2 separate regions of the Mus musculus genome follow, and region 2 is linked to region 1. The links are chromatin contacts, called in public Hi-C maps. All regions are on one chromosome and are shown on one strand. Each heading gives the region's core, a stretch centred on a gene start, on an enhancer-like site or on the middle of the called end of the contact. The rest is flanking DNA. Distances are from core to core; before and after follow the strand shown.

Region 1 (5,018 bases), core at 1,849-4,348:
GTCATATACATGTCCTTTGTACTGTTATTTGTGTACACTTTGCTTTTGAATTGTTTGATTTGTTACATTAAATTCTATATCTTGACATTTTCTTTCTTTATGAGCATATAAAAATAAACCTTAAGCAACTGAGTTTGTTTCATTTACTTTGATCTTTCTGGCTACTCACTGACCTTAGTGCATGTGGAACAAAGAGTTCTCTAAGGGAAGCAGTTGACATGTGTACGCTGCGACTACTAACACTAAGTTCATGGTGACCCTGAGCACAGGAGAGTTATGTAGAAAGGGACACTGAGGAAGTGTGCCAGTGGGTCACCCAGTGAGCCTCAGACTGTCTTAATCTAAACTGCGTTAACCAGCGTTGCTTTAGGGCTGGGCTGGGATGAAAGAACTGTTTCATGGAGATGAACACTTCTCGATAGAACTTTTTATTTTGTTTTTCTTTTTGGTAAAGAACAGGTAGTTTTCAAAGGAGTATTGATGGGAATTCATATGCAAACACTAAGGATTATAGATTGTCTCAGATTTTCCAGTGTTTTCTGTTCAGTTACACGTGATGATGCTGTGAGGAATCAGATCTGTTACCAATATGTTGAGAGTTACAGTATTTTGATACTGCCTTCTTAGCCTTTTCGAAGCATTTCTAACACACTTAATCTTCACAGAACACTTAATGGTGGTAGTTATCTCCAGTTTACAAAAGGAAATGGAGACAAGCAATTTTTAAACTTTTTCATTCAGTATACAAATATTTTAGTCATCTATCCTCCACTCCTCCCAGTACCTCCCTCCCTCTCCCCCACATATCTCATCTCCTCCCAACTTCCTGTCTTTAAAAAGTTACAAGGTTTTTACAACCTATGTCAAATTGCTCATGTGTGTGAGGTCATCCACTGTAGGTTGTGGGGCAGCATACCATCTGCTTCCCTCTTCCCAAAGAAAAGTGACTCCCTTCCCAGCAGCCAGTAATTGCCATTGGCTTCTCTTCGAGGAGTGACACATGGGGAGGAACCCTTCGCCCCTCCATGCTGACAGAGTCTTTCTTATCATTTGTATTTCAACTCCAAATTAACACTTCTCTCTCCATTGAGACAGGGCTTCTCTCCATAGACCAGGTTGGCCTCAAACTCAGAGATCCACCTGCCTCTGCCTCTTTGTGTTTGGTTTAAAGATGTGCGCCACCACTGCCAGACTTCAAGCTAAAACTTGTAAGGGGTAATTTTCATCTTTCCATCCCATGGTTGGGGGGGTGGGGGGAGGGACAATACCTTACTGTGTAGCTTTGGCCTGGAGCTCACAGAGACTAGTCTGCCTCTGTCCCTAGAGTACTGGGGTTATAGGCCTTTGCCACCACTTCAGTTTTTGTTGTTGTTGTTTTGTGTGAGTCCTTGTCTGCATGTTTGTATGTATACCAAGTCACTGTAACTGAAGTTTCAGGTAATTGTGAGCTGCAGTACAGGTGCTGGGTCTGGACCTGAGAATGGCAGCTACTTTTAACTACTGAGTCCAGTCCCTAGAGTGCTTATTTTAGTCCATTCAACAAACAGCCAGGGTTGGGTTGTGTAAAGTAAGTACTCTGGAGAGAGCAAACAGCGTGTGAAATTTAAATCAGAATTAATCCACAGTAGTAGCTCTGGTTGCCTGGGGCCACGGTTCTGGTTCTTATCGGGTTAAATGCAGAGGGGCGTGGTTTTGGAGGGTAATGAAAATTTATTCTGATTTAATGTTTATAAGGTATATACATTTATCAAACTGCATTTTACTGTATATAAATTATAGCCCAATAAGGTTTAATTAAATAAATAATAATTCTCTTTTGTTCTCTGAATCGTAGAAAATAGAGACTTCCTTTTTAAAGCTTTAGGGGTAGCCCAGGCTAGTGCTGAGCCTTAAGGATTCTTGAGGCCTAGTTACACTTGGCTGTTCATCTAGGTCTCTGTCCTCCTAGTGCAAGGAAACATTCCGGGAAATGAGCTCCAGCCTTAGGCTAGTCACTTCAGATTCTGGTTAAGCCAGACACCCAGCCCGGTTGTTAGTCTCCTGTACCTCCTTCCTTGTCTCTTATACCACTGTACAGTTCTCAAGTGATTTGGTGCTATACCACACATCGCTTTAGATAAAGTAAAACAGGTTTTGGTTGAAGAATTCAGTACCTAGTGTGTGATTTTTGAGAATGTCAGCTTGTGGCCATGTCATTTTATCCACATGACTGTATGCCTTGTTGTCATTGCTCCCTGCCTCTCCATTTAAGCAGCCGTCACACACTCAATCAGAAAGGCAGACAGGTGTTATTAGTGGGAGCTCTGCCATGTTAGGACCCATCCATCTATGTAACGGCATTAAAATTTTTAAAAAGTTAAAATAAAACTACTTGTCTGTCAAACATATCTTGGGCTACATTCATCTGATTGACTCCCTTCACAAACCCGTTGACTTGGGACTAAAACTGTGATGTACCAGTGGGCATGGTGGTTTAATTCCAACACACAAGAGTCAGACAGATCTCTGAGTGCAAGGCCACCTTTTCCTACACAGTGTGTGTCAGGGCCTCCAGGGTTAGTCAGTGAAATCCCATCTCAAAAAAAAAAAAAAAAAAAAAAAAAAGCAATGTAAAGGCATTTGCTGAGGAGGCAAGGAGCTTTCTCTGTAGTACATCTTACCCTCTGCCTGACTAAGGACCGCTGGCGCTTAAGTTGTGTCTAGTGCTAAACAATAGTAATAAAGTTGATGGCATCATGTGGCTTTAGTTATTGGCCATTGTGAAGAGCTTTCCTTTTTACTAGTAGCAAATGTTAACTTTGCTGTGGCTTTGAGCAAAGCTACATTTGTACACGATTGCAGTGTTTCAGAAGTAATGAGAGAACGTGTGTAGCTCCCAAATGACCCGTTACAGTGTCTAATACTTGGGTAAGAATTCCATTTTCTCATTTATTATTTGGTCACTCACCCATTTAATATATATTTAAATGTAGGCAGAAGCACATTGGTGGTTTCTCTTCTCTAAAGGTACTTAGAACCTTTAGAGTGTTAGGAACAAGCAAACCCAGCACTGGGACCGCACAGGCGAGTATTGCTGAGATGGGCTTAATGAAACCTCAGAGGATCAGCTGGACTGTGGGCAAACGCCTCATTTCCTGTGGATGTTCCCCTCACAAGTGGAGCAGAGCTTCCTCGGGCCTCACAATTATCACCCACTTGTTCTCTAGGTCTCAAGTTGGGTTTTTCTTTTTTTTTCCCTTGCATTAGTCAGGTTGAAGGATTCATGGTATTAATCACGAGTGAAGTTGTTATTTATCACCTGCTGGGTGAGAAATAATAATTTTGGCAGGAGTGGGGCAGCAGGCCAGAGGTACCAAATTAAGTAAAACATCTAAACACCAGCAAGGATCATTTCTCTGATTAATGAATTGTTACAAAGGAAAAGCACTACTCATTATCTGCTCTCACCAATACAGAATGGGGCATGTAAGAGGAAACAGGACCAGCTTGCTCAGGCCAGCTTTTGTTTGTTTCATTATTTTTCCCTTCTATAGAACTGTGCTGCAGTCACACCAGCTTTTGGTTTTCTTTGTTACCAAAGTACAGAAATGGAAAAATAACTTGTTTAAATATTACATTAGAAAATATTAAAATGATTATTGAAACAATGATTTTTTTTTTTGAGACAATGTCTTAGTGTATCCTTGGGTGGCCTAGACTAGGTTGGCCTTGAACTCCAAGAATCCAGGAGGCAGCTTTGTCACTCTTCTTTTTTTTTTTTTATTATTATTATTAGGTATTTATTTCATTTACATTTCCAATGCTATCCCAAAAATTCCCCACACCCTCCCACTCCCACTTCTTGGCCCTGGCGTTCCCCTGTACTGGGGCATATAAAGTCTTCACGACCAATGGGCCTCTCTTTCCACTGATGGCTGACCAGGCCATCTTCTGATACATATGTAGCTAGAGACAGGAGCTCTAGGGGGGTACTGGTTAGTTCATATTGTTGTTCCACCTATAGGGTTGCAGATCCCCCCAGCTCCCTGGGTATTTCCTCCAGCTCCTCCATTGGGGGCCCTGTGATCCATCCAATAGCTGACTGTGAGCATCCACTTCTGTGTTTGCTAGGCCCCAGCATAGCCTCACAAGAGACAGCTACATCTGGGTCCTTTCAGCAAAATCTTGCTAGTGTATGCAATGGTGTCAGTGTTTGGAGGCTGATTATGGGATGGATCCCCGGGTATGGCAGTCTCTAGATGTGTCTAGAATCCAATGAGGAAAAATAAAAGGCAAAATGTACAAGGAAACAGGAGAAACATCAGTTGGTAGGCCTAGAAATGGCACATGTAAAGAGTTAGACAAGGGCATGCAGTGATCATACGTTGGGGAAGGTAAACGTGTGCTAAGGATTGAATACAAAGAAATCAGGATTACATAGTTTGCTTTTCAGAAAGTGTATTTTAATAAGTATTGAAAGTCTTGAAAAATTGTATTTTCAAACAAGAGGAGAAAATATTCCTGAATGACAGATTCAATTGCTAAACTTTGTTGTTGCACTAGAAATTACCTTGTGATTTTTATATCATGTATATCTGTGTGTTTATAGTTAAATACTAGAATAAACTGTTTCCTTTTTTATTTTGTTAAAGCTTTATGCATATGATAATTACTGTAGATTAATAACATATTTCTTCTTCCAGTGGTCTTCAATAGTAGTTAAAGAACACTATTTCCATGCACACCGAATCAGAATACAATGTATCAAATGAGACCTTTACTTCTGAAATAGTCCATGAAAAAGGGTGGCTTTATTTTAAGCTCCTTTGACAATGACTTTTAAAAGAACGTATCAAGTCAAAAGCATCTTTAATAGAAGGATCATCAAGGGTTCTGTATTTGGTCTCCTCCTATAGTGCCAGGATTGAAACCACAAATATGAAAACTGTCGACTAACAAAACTCAGCTAGTGCTTCTAAAAACTGAAAATTGAACTGCCATATGACCCATTTATACTTCTCCGGGCTATATTCCTGAAG
Region 2 (5,018 bases), core at 1,160-3,659, 180 kb after region 1:
TTTCTTTCTTTCTTTCTTTCTTTCTTTCTTTCTTTCTCTCTCTCTCTCTCTCTCTCTCTCTTTCTTTCTTTCTTTCTTTCTTTCTTTCTTTCTTTCTTTCTTTCTTTCTCTCTTTTTCAAGACAGTTCCCCAATGGCATTTTTTTTTGTAGCTTTCTATTTTAAGTGTAGTTATACAGTTGGCTTGAACTTTCTTTGGCAATATCTCAGTGTATATTTGTGTCTGGGGCATTAAAAAAAAGAAAGAAGAAAAGAATAATCCTCTTGGAAACAACATGTTTTCCTACTAAACATCACCACTTACACGTTTTGGAAGTTAGTATCATGTAAGTCACAGTAGTTAGGTGGCTGATTCTGGTGAGAGAGTGTGTGCAAATATGAGAATATGAGAACTTCATCCAGAGACATGTCTCATGGTTTGGCTGCCGCAGTGGCTGAAGCTGTCTTTCTCAAAAGGCATAGTCAGCAAAGACTGGTACCGCTCATCCCAGGATGCTTTTATCTGTTGGTGTAGTGCCTGGCCATTGTGCAGTAGGTAGACAGAGCACATTGTGAAACATCTGGGTCTGGATAATTAACATCCGAACTGGATAGGCAGTTCACAAGAGACAAGATGGCAGATCCAACCAGGGCAGGCTGGGTTACCTGGACAGGGCTTGGCTTTTGTAGCTCAGAGATGGTGTGAATGGAACTGGGGGGGGGGGGGGGCAGACCTTGTAACTGTTGACAAGATACTGAGTCTCCCTGACATTTTTCTCTTCTGTGGTGAGAATAATAATTAGAACCTGCTTGTATTTTTTTTTTTTTTTTGAGGACTTGGTGAGTGTCTTAGTTGCTATTCTATTGCCGTGAAGAGACTCCATGGCCAAGGCAATTTTTATAAAAGAAAACATTTAATGGGGGCTTGCTTACAGCCTCAGAGAGCTAGCATATTTTTCTTCCTATTCTTATTCTTCCCATGGAGAACATGGAAGCAGGCTTGGTGCTGGAGAAGTAGCTGAGAGCTACACCCTGATGCAGAAGCAGTGTTTGAAACCTCAAAACCTGTCCACAGTGACACGGCCAGCTACAACAAGGCCACACCCACTCCAGCAAGGTCATACCTCCTAATCCTTACACTAACTGGGGACCAAGCATTCCGTCATATGACCTATGGGGTTCTTCTCATTTACAGCACCACAGTGAGTTAATACACAGGAGATGCTGAATATGTGGCACGTGGTCAGTATCAGCTGCTAACTCCCCCTCATTTGTACACACATTTGTCTCACTGCCTTGCCCAGGACTGTGGTTAAAATGAAATTACTAACCCTGGATGGAGAATGTATGGCACAGGATAGACATGATCATCTGATGCAACCGAGTATGCCGCTAATTTTCAAGGGGCTATTTTTAAGTAGGAAGTTCAAGGTTTTAGGTTTCAATCCATATCTCCATTTAAAATGGTTCTCCAGGCGTTCATGGGGGGGGTGGGGGGGTGGTGTTCATTCGCTCCATGTTCTCTGTTCCTACTTATCTCCCGTGCCAGCTTTTGGGTTTTCTAGAACTCACTTTCTACAGCCCCCTCAGAAAAGTGGAAGAGTTAAACAGCAGACAGAGACCTCCTTGAAATTTCACTAGCCTGTGGCAGCAGCTTCTGGGGCAGGTTGGACCAAGAAATCCCATCCTACACCGGGCCAGGCACCATGCCTGCAAAGCTCTCAGGCCACACAAATCTGGCGATTATGCCTGTAAAGTCTTTGTTCTGGATGGGCTGGCCCTTGGATTTGAAAGGGTTCTCCTTTCTTAGAGCCACATGCAGAACTAAACTGCACTTCGAGGATACGCAGGAATCGTATTTACCTCCCTGTTCACAACCTGGCGACCCTAGCTGTCCCTTTGCCCCTGGCCTGGGTCCCACATTTTGCATCTCACCACAGCTTACAGAGTCAGGCTTGGGGACAGTGAGAACCTAGCTCTGCTTTCCAGCGGGGTGGCGGGGTTATTGAAACGGATATGCCTTTCATAGCCCTTTTTGTTAGGTGTCACATGGCTCCACAGGACGCTCCATCCTAACATCCTCCTGTGGTCTGAACGGTGGTGACGGGGATGGGGGTTGAGGGGGCAAGGCTTGGGGGAAGGGCTGCTTAAAGCTTTCCTTTCCACGTCATACCTCTGGGGGAAGACAGGATTTCTCTTTCCTTCCTTCCTTCCTCCTTCCTTCCTCCCTTCCTTCCTTCCTCCCGTCCCTCCCTCCCCTCTCTCTTTACTTAAAGCAAACCCTCAAGACACTCCCCCCAAAAGAAACAAAACAACAACAAAAGACAAAAACAAATAAACAAAAAAACCCCAAGTTCCTCGAATAGATTGCTTTCAATTTCCCCTCCCCCCTCCATATAGCCCACGACGCCACCAACAGTGCCACCTAGTGGCCAAATACAAATTTGTCCCTTCATTCTGAGTCGGCCAGCTTTTTAAAAGAAAAGAGAATGTCTCAGGGAAGTAAATGAAAAAAACAAAACAAAAAAAAAAAAATGTTGTTTGGGGAGGGGGCATGTTCCTATATTTTCTTAAGAACATAATGAGGCCTAAAACCCGTTTTCTCTAGTTTCTTCCTGCAGGCGTTTACATTCTTAAAGTAACAGCCACTCTGATTTTATTATAATTTTAAAGTTGCCTGCTGATGATCAGTATTTTACACTTCAGCACGGATAATCTACACTTCAAAGTGTAATATTTTTAAATGAGTGACATAAAAACAAACCAGAAACATGTCTCAGACTTTACAACCACATTGCCTGGTAAAAATGCTATATATTTTAATATTAAAATTTAAAATGCTGTATATTTTTTAATAGTAGTAATCTCTAGGAGGAGATGAGAATTTTAGCCAATGGATTCTTTTCAAAAGCAGAGGAAACAGTGAAAAACCTCTTTAATGAAATCTCTTGGACGTTTCAAAAAATGAAAACTCCTGATTTCACTTTAAATGAAATTTAAATTTTTAAATAATTTCATGTTCTCAGGAAGCTTCGGAATAGCATAAATAAGACCTGTGCACTACCTGGCTTTTCCCAATAGTGACATTTAACAAGACTCTAGTATGCTGTCAACACAGGAAACCAACATGGGTACAGTTCATGCGATTTATTCTTGTCCCACCTGCTCTGTGTGCGCTCATTCTTGTGTGAATATAGTTCTATGCAATGTCATCGTATGTGTAGATATACGTACCAACGCCATGATCCGAATTCTTCCATCACCACAGAACGGCATTGTGCTACCTCTTTCTTATTAAAAAAAAGAAAAGAAAGAAAGAGAGAGAGAAAGAGAGAGAAAGAAAGAAAAGACCAAACATGCCATTGTCTCTGCAGGAATAAGGCACGAGAGCAGCAACAGCAAGGCCATCACAAAGTTGTTGAACACCATAGCGTGTTATGTTATTGTTTAAATAATAGTGCTACGTATCCCCCAGCTGTAACAGTTTCCATTTAAAGAGATCACAGCAACAGGCAAAGAAATGGCAATTCATAGGATGCCTTCTAACACATCAGATTAAACCCCACAGCCACTAGGCACTAAGCCAGGTGTTGAAGGCACTACACGGAAGGGCAAAGTGCACTGCTCAGCCCCAGCCCCTAAGTCTTTAGCCAAGACTTTCCTTGAGACCTTTCAGTGGCCAGGGCCACCCTAGGCTCTGTAGATTCAAGAGTAAGGCCTGCTCTGACTACACAGCTGGGCACAGAGCCATTGCTGACAGAGTTGGATGGAACGTGCGCTTACCTTTCTAACTCTTTACCTCTTGCGGGGTGGGTTTACAGCTTCAAACTTACCTACCAGTAGGTCTACAATATGTTGGGAAAGCTGCTTTATCACGAGAAGCAAGGGTGATTTGAGTAGCTCCTCTGAGGGAAGCAAAGGTGAGATGCAGTGTGTGAGCACCTGGGAGTCAGCCATAGGCCTCTGTGTCGGCTTTGCCACCCATTCCCTGGGGTCCTTACATGACCGTTGATTACCTTAAATTTCCCCATGTCAAGGCGAGGGACTTCAGCAGATCATGGCCAAAGTCCTCTCCGTGCTATCTTATAAAGTAAAGGTTAAAAGGTTTCTTGGTGGTATAGGATTCTAATTATTGAGTTGGTGATAAAAGTTAATTAGAAATGCTTCATACAATTTAAAATAGGCTTCTATCTCAAAATGGATGGTTTAAGGACTGTGGATTCTTGTAAATAACCCTGGGGTATTTATTACAACTGTACTAATGGTATCACTGTCCTACATTCCTGGTGAGTGGAGATCTCGCTGATGAAGGAATTCTGGAGTTCAAACGCGCCTCTCCCACCTGTGCCACCTTTCAGAGCCATTAAAGCCAATGAACTTCATCTGCTCTCTTCAGTTTGCCATTTACTGACATGATATCAGGCATCTAGTTTACTAGATGAAATTTAAAACACAGATAAATATTTCATGTTCAAGATTTTAAAGGATTCTGATACACGAACAGAACTTCAGCTGTGTGGACTGGGGAGCTGGCTCGGTGGATACAGCACCTGCTGGCCAAGTGCTGGAACCAGCATTCGGATCCCCAGAACTCACATCCAAGTTGGGTGGGTACAGTAGCCAGCTTGAATCCCAGAACCTGGGAGGCAGAGGCTGGGGCTTCCTTCAGCAAGCTGGTTGGCTCAACTTGGTGAGCTCTGAGTTCAGGAAGCAGGTCTGTCTCAGTGAATAAAGTGGAGCGTGACCCAGGAAGAAGACAGACATCAACTGCAGACCTCTACATGCGTGTCCATGTGCACCAGCACACACATGAGTGCACAGTGCTCACGGCATTCCTGCCACACCAAAGTCTTCACACGTGTGACTTATGATCCACGCAAAAGGATAAGACCTTCAATGACCTTGGAATAATATTTCTAGCCACCAAAACTTAACATTTGTTTAAAAATACTAATATTGACAATCCCCTACCTCTGGGCATCACACATACCGGAAAATATGGACAAAATTTAAGTAAGAAAATGTAGAATGAAAGGTTCA

What was found. A called contact is a pair of places that touch in the nucleus more often than the background predicts.
Region 2: a Hi-C map of the HPC-7 cell line shows a contact between it and region 1, with 4 times the contacts expected there. The contact joins two enhancer-like sites. A contact is called at or near these places in 1 of 39 promoter capture datasets (the 3T3-L1 cell line), 6 of 484 Hi-C or Micro-C datasets (the 3T3-L1 cell line, 3T3-L1-derived adipocytes, the HPC-7 cell line and 3 more) and 1 of 115 datasets of contacts at active chromatin or transcription factors (embryonic stem cells).

The regions. Positions count from the first base shown.
Region 1 is chr2:74,876,608-74,881,625 of GRCm38.p6, forward strand. Mtx2 (metaxin 2) reads left to right here. Exons shown (of 10, transcript NM_016804.4): 10 at 1-141. Among named protein-coding and RNA genes, the nearest start is that of Mtx2, 53 kb to the left of the region's middle. Within about 2 kb of position 3,099, at least 2 of the 459 cell types and tissues checked have an H3K27ac peak or open chromatin away from gene starts, as enhancers often do. A contact at or near this core is called in the HPC-7 cell line, where this site is marked.
Region 2 is chr2:75,052,967-75,057,984 of GRCm38.p6, forward strand. No RefSeq gene overlaps it. Among named protein-coding and RNA genes, the nearest start is that of Gm46748, 6.1 kb to the right of the region's middle. Within about 2 kb of position 2,410, at least 77 of the 459 cell types and tissues checked have an H3K27ac peak or open chromatin away from gene starts, as enhancers often do. A contact at or near this core is called in the HPC-7 cell line, where this site is marked.